Linked DNA regions of Mus musculus: region 1 is linked to region 2. The links are chromatin contacts, called in public Hi-C maps. All regions are on one chromosome and are shown on one strand. Each heading gives the region's core, a stretch centred on a gene start, on an enhancer-like site or on the middle of the called end of the contact. The rest is flanking DNA. Distances are from core to core; before and after follow the strand shown. Region 1 has its middle 60 kb from the start of Gm46240. Region 2 has its middle 19 kb from the start of Btg1.

Evidence for each region. A called contact is a pair of places that touch in the nucleus more often than the background predicts.
Region 1: a contact with region 2 is called in a Hi-C map of cerebellar granule neurons, with 2.3 times the contacts expected there. The contact joins two enhancer-like sites. A contact is called at or near these places in 7 of 39 promoter capture datasets (3T3-L1-derived adipocytes, the HPC-7 cell line, embryonic stem cells and 3 more), 10 of 484 Hi-C or Micro-C datasets (brain, cerebellar granule neurons, cerebellum and 4 more) and 6 of 115 datasets of contacts at active chromatin or transcription factors (the SCID.adh cell line, bone marrow-derived dendritic cells, craniofacial prominence and 3 more).

The regions. Positions count from the first base shown.
Region 1 is chr10:96,839,261-96,843,702 of GRCm38.p6, forward strand. No RefSeq gene overlaps it. Among named protein-coding and RNA genes, the nearest start is that of Gm46240, 60 kb to the right of the region's middle. Within about 2 kb of position 2,076, at least 1 of the 459 cell types and tissues checked has an H3K27ac peak or open chromatin away from gene starts, as enhancers often do. A contact at or near this core is called in cerebellar granule neurons, where this site is marked.
Region 2 is chr10:96,633,938-96,638,210 of GRCm38.p6, forward strand. No RefSeq gene overlaps it. Among named protein-coding and RNA genes, the nearest start is that of Btg1, 19 kb to the left of the region's middle. Within about 2 kb of position 1,869, at least 30 of the 459 cell types and tissues checked have an H3K27ac peak or open chromatin away from gene starts, as enhancers often do. A contact at or near this core is called in cerebellar granule neurons, where this site is marked.

The DNA of each region.
Region 1 (4,442 bases), core at 826-3,325, 210 kb after region 2:
ACAGTTGATGGCTTCTGGGAGTGAGTCAGTTTTATCTAACTGTTTGACCCAGCACCCAAAAGCATATGTGCAGGATAGGTTATACTCAGAAAGCCTTAAAAAGAGAGAGAGGAGGAGGTAAACTTGGGACTGGGAAGGAATGGTCAAGGGTGGGTCTATGACAAGTTAGGGGGAGAATGGGGGTGAATATGAACATAGATCATGTGCATGCATAAAATTTTCAAGGGATTAATACGAACACTATAGGCTTTTGTAAAAGATACCTGTTGTCATTGAAAACAATCATTGAAACCAATGCAAAAATGGGTAGGGCTAAAAACGCTAACAGATATACTCAAATTCACTTCCGGATTGTTTGAAGATACTTGACCCCTTATGACTTAAGTGTGTTTTCCAATCCTGAGTCTATATATATTGACCTAGAAAATGCATTGAAATTGATGGACACTGCTCATTCTGATTCAAGGCAAAACAGTTCTTAATGAAGGTTACTGTTGCGGGGTCAAATGGGTTTGTGGTTTAGGATTTTGTTTTTAACTGTCATGTTGAGGAAAGTTAGGCAAATATTTGCCCTTTGCTATAAAAGGCTTGACTTTGTTTCCCTTGTTCCATGTTTAGTTGCTTCTGGGAGGTCCTGGCTTCTCACTGTTGCCATACACATGCCAGGAGAAAATTTAGAAGCTTGTCAAGTCTTAAGCCTATCACTAAGAAAGGAAACAAGTGAACCAGCGATTCCTGAACACCATGTATTAAATTTTTTTTCATAAGAACATATGAAAATAGTAAGTCATATATGTTATTTAAAGCCAATAGGATGATCAAGGTCACCGAGCCCTGACTGACAAATCATCCACCTATCTCCTAAGAATGATGGGCAACAGTCAACGTCTTCTTATTTAGGACCATCTAAATCCATCTTTGCTTTCCCACACATCATCTATGTTAAAGAGATTTATGCCCATCTTTTGGCAAAATAGGACAAAAAAAAAGTTCTATCATGATTTTACCAAGGGCAGTGGTCAAGTTGAAAAACTTTACCAGTGTTTGAAGTTTTACCTACTCAGTAGTTTACCTAAACCAGTAGTTTACAATCTACTTTGGGAAAAAAGTAATTTGAAAGGTTGGAGAAATCACCCTCTTATGGAAAAATCGCCTGGTCTTTCCTGCAGAGAATTAATTATCGTGTTGGAAACAGTCTGCAGTTCACTTCTCCCTGCTTCCTTCCGTAGTCATGAATAAGAAATCCCTACTTTCAGGCTCACAACAATTTGTAGTAGCCAAAGTATAAGTGGAATCTGGATGTTGTTTATATGAACAAGGGGACAAATGTGTAGACATCCTTTGCCTTTGTCTCCATTGGCCAGATGTTCTCATTTCTTGATGATATGAATGGAGGCATGGCACAGGCCAGAGAGAGCTGGTCCTCCCTCTGTGACTTGTTCATGTCTAGAATATAATCTTGGCATGATGATGGATTAGTCTATGAAAATTTCATTAGTTCCCATTCCTAATGTTGTTCTTGACTTCTTAAAGGCTTGATGCTTACATCTCCAAAACAGAGTGACATTTCTGTTTACATCATAAGCCTATTGTAAATATACAAGCACAGTCATCCCCTAAATTACTTGATACAATACCTAAGGTGCCACAATCAGTCCACAAATTTTAGTTTGTTTTTACTTTGTGTGTGGGGATGTTTTGCCTGCATGGATGAATATCCATCACATCTATACTATACCCTCAAAGGTCGGGAGAGACTTACACATCTAGCATTAAATTTATGGGTGTTGTGAGCTGCCACGTGGGTGCCGGAAATTGAACCTGGGTCTTCTTGAAGAGCAGCCAGGACTCTTAACCACGGAGCATTCTCTTCAGCCTTTAGTTGCTGTTTTTAATATTCATGTTTATTTGACTTTATCAGTCTTAAGTATTTTCCTTTTGGTCCTTTTTGCAGAGAAATTAGTCTCTGTTATCTCATCGTGTGTTCATTAATAATGGCAGGCAGATCTGTCCGTGTTTCATAGCCAACAGCCTGAATTACTCACAGTCATCTCATCTGAAAAACTGGATAAAAGTCAGCAGGTTGAATGTTTTCCAGACTTTGGCTTCTAGTCCAGAGCACCTGGGATCTCAGTTAGTTCAGCAGAAACCCAAATTTTGCTGCATTTTTTTTTAAATGAGCATCCTTTCATCCAATGAAGAAAGACTGTCAAAATAACATATTCCAAAATGTATTTTGGTGCTGTTCAATTTATACATTTATAGAAAGTGAGAGAGAGATGTGGAATGTTCGTAAGTTGAACCTTATAGCTTCGAATCCTCATATAATCAGGTCCTACATGATTTGCATTAAGATCTAATCTGATAGAATTAACAACATATGATTGATCTGAAACTTCTGTGTTTGAAAATATTTGGCAATATCTAATAACAGTCTGACTGAGGCTATGAGCAAGGAGATCAAATTATGAATGATACATAGTTATTGACCCTCGGTCTTTCTTTCATTTTGTTTGCATCATTCTCTGATGTTATTTTATTAAAAATTTTCCTTTCCATACCCAGTCATCAGAAGTCTCATTTTGGGTGTCTTCCCAACTTATAGTAGTAGCTCATTTTAAAAATGTGTGAATTAATATGTGTGTGTGTGTGTTTGTGAGAGAGAGAGAGAGAGAGAGAGAGAGAGAGAATATGACACACATGTTTCTGCATCTAAATATCTCCAAAGTTGGAAGGCAACCTTGGATGTCATCTTTAGGACCATTTAAAACATGCTGACAATATTTCAAGAAAACCTGGAGACTTGATTCTGGCTATCCCTGCACATTTTCAAGGAAAATCCAATTGCATTATGGCTACTCTCAGGTGAGCCTGCTGAAAACTTGCCAGTTGTGCAGACCTGGCTTCCCAGGCTGCACTGCCAAGAAAATGATCATCTCTGCCATTACGATGACCTACTTAAGGTCTCATAGTCACTAGAGAATTGTGATGCGAGAAAGAAAATTCATAGGGTAGCATAAACTGCATTTTTAGTGTTCACTTGTGAATTATCAATGACTAAGGGTGTAAGGCTAATAGTACCTAATGCCTATGGCAAAAAAAAAAAAATCTTCTGACCTACTATTTGATAACCTTGTACAGTCACATAGCATAATGATGTGAGTCCCTAAATATCACACTCCAGGGAAAACATATTTTTAGGTGATCTCAAGTGTAAGAGGTGAAGAAATTATCATTTGTTCTCCAAGTAGTCAACTTTACAAGATAATGCTTATATGTAGTTAAGAGGTATTGTCCATTTGTCAGAGACTGGCCAGTCTATTTTCTAGTGAAGATGCAAAATTGTATGTATTTGGTTGATGAATTAAACTTGAATTATTTATTTGTCCTGAATAGCAGAATAGGTGACATATGTTACTTTTAGAGATAAGGCCAAGATAGTTTTTTTTTTTTTTTTCCTTCTTCCTTCTTCTTCTTTAGTACTGAGGATTAAATACAGTTTCTCACTTCTGAGAGAAGTATTCTAGTACCGAGCTACATCCCTAGCCCTTATTTGTGTATTTAAATGACTCAAATATCATTCCACAAAGATTTTGTCCATACTATTTAGTAACCCCTTCCATTTAGTTTAGAGGAGTTCCCTTTTGTACCTTTAACCTCTTTTTAAAAACTTAATTTCAAATATAGTCGTCTTTGAGACACCAGTGATTAGCATTTCAAGATATCAATTTAGCAGGTACGCTCTCCAGTGTACCCAAGAGTCCAGACACCAGTAAATAGGCTCTGTTAAGTTTACACACACTTTGTCAACATGGTAAGGGATTTGGGAAGGGGCAGTGCAGCAAACACAAATTCAGTGGTTCACAGAACCTTTACATGTGGTGAAACCTTGACCATCTTAAGCCTTCAGCTATATTAGATTTGCACTGGGCATGGGTGGGTCTCCTAAGCACTTCTTCTAAGTACCATCTTCAAGGAGTCAGTGTGGGAGATAAACAGGAAAGAGGACAGCTATAGCTAAGTGTGATCAGGGAAGTCTCATGTTTTTCCAGAAGCTGGGGCCCAACTGGAGGAATCCTGAGGAGGTAATTGCCTGTAATGGGCTCATAAGAAAGAAATCCCAGTTGAAAACAACTGTTGAATGTGATGACTTTGCAGCTATGAGAGCATGATGCATTAAGACAGGGCCATTTAGGAATTTAGAAACGAGCTTTTTTAGGTTGGTGATGAAAATAATTCTGAATGAATGAGCAAATCCCACATTGTCAAGTTCAGACAAAGACCCACAGGATTTATCTCATCGTCGAAGGGACAAATAAAAGATGGAACACTTAGTATTTTGAAAGATTTAATGAGGCTTTTCCAAATACAACAATACGAGTTTATCTTCAAATGAACTATTTCCTCATGTGGAAATACAATAAACTAAAATAAATGAAGAT
Region 2 (4,273 bases), core at 619-3,118:
CCTCAGGCTATGAGAAGTGTTTTTGCCCTTGGTTTTCCTGGGAAATGTCCTGCCTCCATTTCACTGTTTTCCCCTTCTTCCCGCCCACTCAAGCTGAACTTCTCTAGTTAGGAGAATACTCTGCTGTAGAATGAAAGAGAAACACGCCTAAATGTGTGGTTGGGCAGAGTTATTTTTAAATTTAAATCTAGCATAACACTGTTATACAGTAAACTCCTGGTAAAGCTAATTGAAATGGAACTACTTAGTTGGCTATTTCACAGTTCAAGATTTCGGAGTGTTTGGGTGAAAATATTATCTAAGTGTGTGGAGTGTGTAGGCCTTTGCCTACATTTATGTTTATAATTTTCAATGACGATTTTATTTCACTAGAAATTTATTTCGAGGGTTCGGGGGTGGGGGTGGCTATAGGTGTTTGCTGGAGGGTAGGGTGAGTACAGTTAGCATTGGAAAGACTATGTAAGGGCAGGGAGATGGTTTGGAAGGTTGAGGTGCCTGCTGCCAAGCCTAATGACCTGAGTTCAATTCCAGGGGCCCACAGTGGCAAAAGAGAACCCACTCAAAAGTGTGCATCTGACCTCAACATGTGCACTGTGGCTCAACACACACACACACACACACACACACACACACACACACACACACAGTGTGCAACGACATGTGGTGGGTGCCACAGAGCACATGAGGAGATCAGAGGACAACTTCTGACAGTTGGTTCTCTCTTCTTTGATGATGTGGAATCTAGAGATCGGAATCAGGTTATTGGGTCAGGAGGCAAACACCTTGACCCACCAAACCATCTCACTAGCTCTACTTATTTTTAAGGCAGAATCCCCATGTATAGGCCAGGATGGCCCAGAATTCCTGATCTTCCTGGCTCTGTGGCCCATGTGCTGGGGTTCCAAGTGTGCTCCACATCTTCCTGCAGTGTGATGAGAGGTGAGAGCAAGGATGTGTGTTTTGCAGTACACAATACCACGAAGCCTCCACAGCTACTAACTGTTCTCCTATCCTATCTGTGGTGCTGAAGTAATGATTTTCTGTTTACACACCTCAATGTCTCTTCATTTTTAGTCTTTGCTTTCTTGTTTTTGATTTAAAATTTTGGTTTGGTTTGGTTTGGTTTGGTTTGGTTTCCAGTTTGAATCTCTACCCTACTTCCCTCCCCTTCTCCCACGTAAAACAAGGTTTTGCTGGACTCGTTTGGCTGGGCTGGAACTTACAGTGTAGAACAGGCTGGCCTCCGGGTGATCTCTGGTATCCTGGGATTAGGATGTATGTCATACCACCGCACCCTTCCTTCTTGCTTGTGTGTGTGTCTGTGTGTCTGTGTAGAGCCCTGGGGTTGTCTGCTCCTCAGGATACTTTTTGAGGCAGCTTCTCACACTGAATCCCTTTCAGGACCTGCCTTTATTTCATGGCCAGCAGGTCCCAGGGTCCTCTTTGTTTCTGCCTCTCAGTGCCAAAGCTGAGCATTCTGAGAGGTCTGAATTCAGGTCCTCAGACTTACACATTGGGCACTTGACTGCACCAGCTGGCCAGTCCCTACTCCTACTTTTAATGTGGAAAAATCCTCCTCTTCTTTTCTCCCCTCATATCTTCTCCCTTAGGGACCCAAGGATCTCAGGGAAGCAGAGAGCTGATTACCCTGGAGACCACGGGGCCTTCCTCTGAGAGAGAGAGAGAGAGAGAGAGAGAGAGAGAGAGAGAGAGAGAGAGAGAGAGAGAGAGGGTGATTAATGGTAAAAAAATGCTTCCTGTGAAACAGCCAGTCAGCAAAGCTCTCAGAAAACCCTCTCAGGGACCAGGTGCTGAGCATCTCTTGACAGGGACGGCTCCGTGGAGGAAATGGGAGATGAACACGGGCTGTAAACTCTGGCTATAAATGGAGGGAGATTTGGAGCCCTGGAGAATGAAGGTTTGTTTAGTGTCTTCCCTATTATGAGCCCAGTTGCTGAGTGTAGATAGAATTCTTTCTCCTGAACATAAACTTTGGAAGTTCACTGGGAGAAGGAAAAAAATAGATGGAGGTTTGCAGAACTTGTCTGACTGAAAAAAAAAAAAAGAGTTAAGTTTTTGTCCTATAGTGATCGAAACATCTTTCTATTGTTTTTTTAAAAAAAAAAGTGATGCTTAGAAATTGAAAAAAAAAAATTCAGACCGAAAGTTGGGCTCTTCTGTGCTAGGTTCCTGAGTTCTGCAGAGTAGAGACCTAGTTGGCTGAGTATACACTCTGTTAAATATTTTAAGTTATTTGGTTGTTGTGTTTTCATTTTTCAAAGATTCGTTTGTCAAGATGAATTCTCAGTTCCTACTCGAAGACTCGAATTCCTTCGTTAAAACAAAAGAACCAGGAAACAATAAGTAGGATACATCACCGGAAGTGAAAGGGGACCCAGACAGAAGGGATAGCTGGGGTGGAAGGGACAGCACACTGGGTAAAGATGCTTGCAGGCGCTCTATGGGAACTGGGGAATATGAGTTCTACCCTCACAAACTACTTAGAGGTGAAAGGTGAGAACCAACTCTACAAAGTTGTCTCCTGATCTCCACACATGTGCCTTGGTATATCACCTCCCCCAACTCCCCTTCACACATGGACACACAGCTACACACATGGACATATAAGAGTAATAATACATCATTTAAATCACCATAATGTTATAATACCAAAATCTCATAGCTGTTTTGTTTTGTGTTTTGCATTCAGCCACACATCATTTCTTGTAGACAGTTGTTTTAGAGGCCAAGGAAATACGTCTCAGCCAGGCATGGTGGCACACTTTTGTAATCCCAACCCTAGAGGCTGAGACAGAATGACTGTCAATCCTGTAAACTACATAGTAGCACCCTGCCTCAAATAAAGAAAATACTAAACAAGCGAGCAAATCTGTCCTTCATTGATTTTATTGTTCTTCGTGCTTTTAAATCCTATTCGTTTTATCTTTGTCAGTGGCTTTCCAGGTTCTCCATAGCAGGCACATATGTGTGTGCTCTCTCTCTCTCTCTCTCTCTCTCTCTCACACACACACACACACACACACACACACACACACACACACACACACACTCCTTCTCTAGCACATTGCCTCAAGATAGAAATCAAGTCAAGTAAGTACTGAGTCAGATAAGGCACTTCTGTAAGGGTAAAGAAGGAAGTCACAACAGTTCTCTCCTTCTGTAATAGAAGGATGAACATGTCCGTGCTTTTCCAGGCCTCTCTTTCAAGAAGCTTGGTGCCCAAAGAGGAGCTTTGAGGATTAAACCTGTAATCCCTCCTCCTCTCATTTATGCAGTGTGGTTCCTCTCCAAGGGTCCTCTAGTCACAAGAGTAGAACTGGGTCCATTTTGTTTCTTAAAATCCTTTCTGGATTTCTTTGGTTTTGGTTTTGGTTCTTTTTCCCATTTCTTTATGGCTTTTTAAAAATTGGCTTTATTTTGGTTTTAGGAAAGGAAAATAAAGCTCCCGATAGCTTCTCTCTTGAATGAGAAAAAGGAAAACCATGAACACAGTAACCTTAGGATCAAGAAGGAAACAGGTTTTCAGCGAGTGATGTGGTCAGTAGAGAATTTAGGATCTGGAATGACCCTGAATGAAAAGATCTGGAAATATTTATCCCTTCTCCTTTCTATTTATTTTCCACTCCCCTGGCTTCTCTCCTAGACTGACTCTATTTGTAGCCCAGGCTACTCTCAATCCTTCCCCATCTCCCTCCACACTGCTAGGGAAGTATCTGGTCCTCTCCTTTTAAATACACAAAAGTACATGATTGTCTGATTTTCACGCAGGATTCTGCTGAGTCCTGGTGAGAGTTTGAGGGTGTTGGAAGCAGGCTTAAACCACACAGGGTTTATAATCTAATGCAGGAAGGAAGATTACAAACTACAATAAGGCAGTATATTGTGTCATAGTAAAGATACTGAGAAATAAATGAGCTTACGAGGGAAGGAAATGGGGGTGGGGGGAGGGGCTCTACAAGGAATAGCATTCAGGTACTCAGTGGTGGATTCAGGGATGCCAGGAGGGAAAAGAACATGGCATCAAGGCTAAAATGAAGGAACACAGTAGACAATGAATAGAGCCTTCCACTTGATCCAGAGCTTAAGATCTGCAGAGATGGGCTGGAAAGGTGGCTCAGTGGTTAAGAGCATTGCTCTTGCAAAAGACCCACGTTTGGTTACCAGTGCGCGCGCGCGCGCGCACACACACACACACACACACACACACACACACACACAAATAGTAAAAGTAAATATTTACTTAAAAAGATGT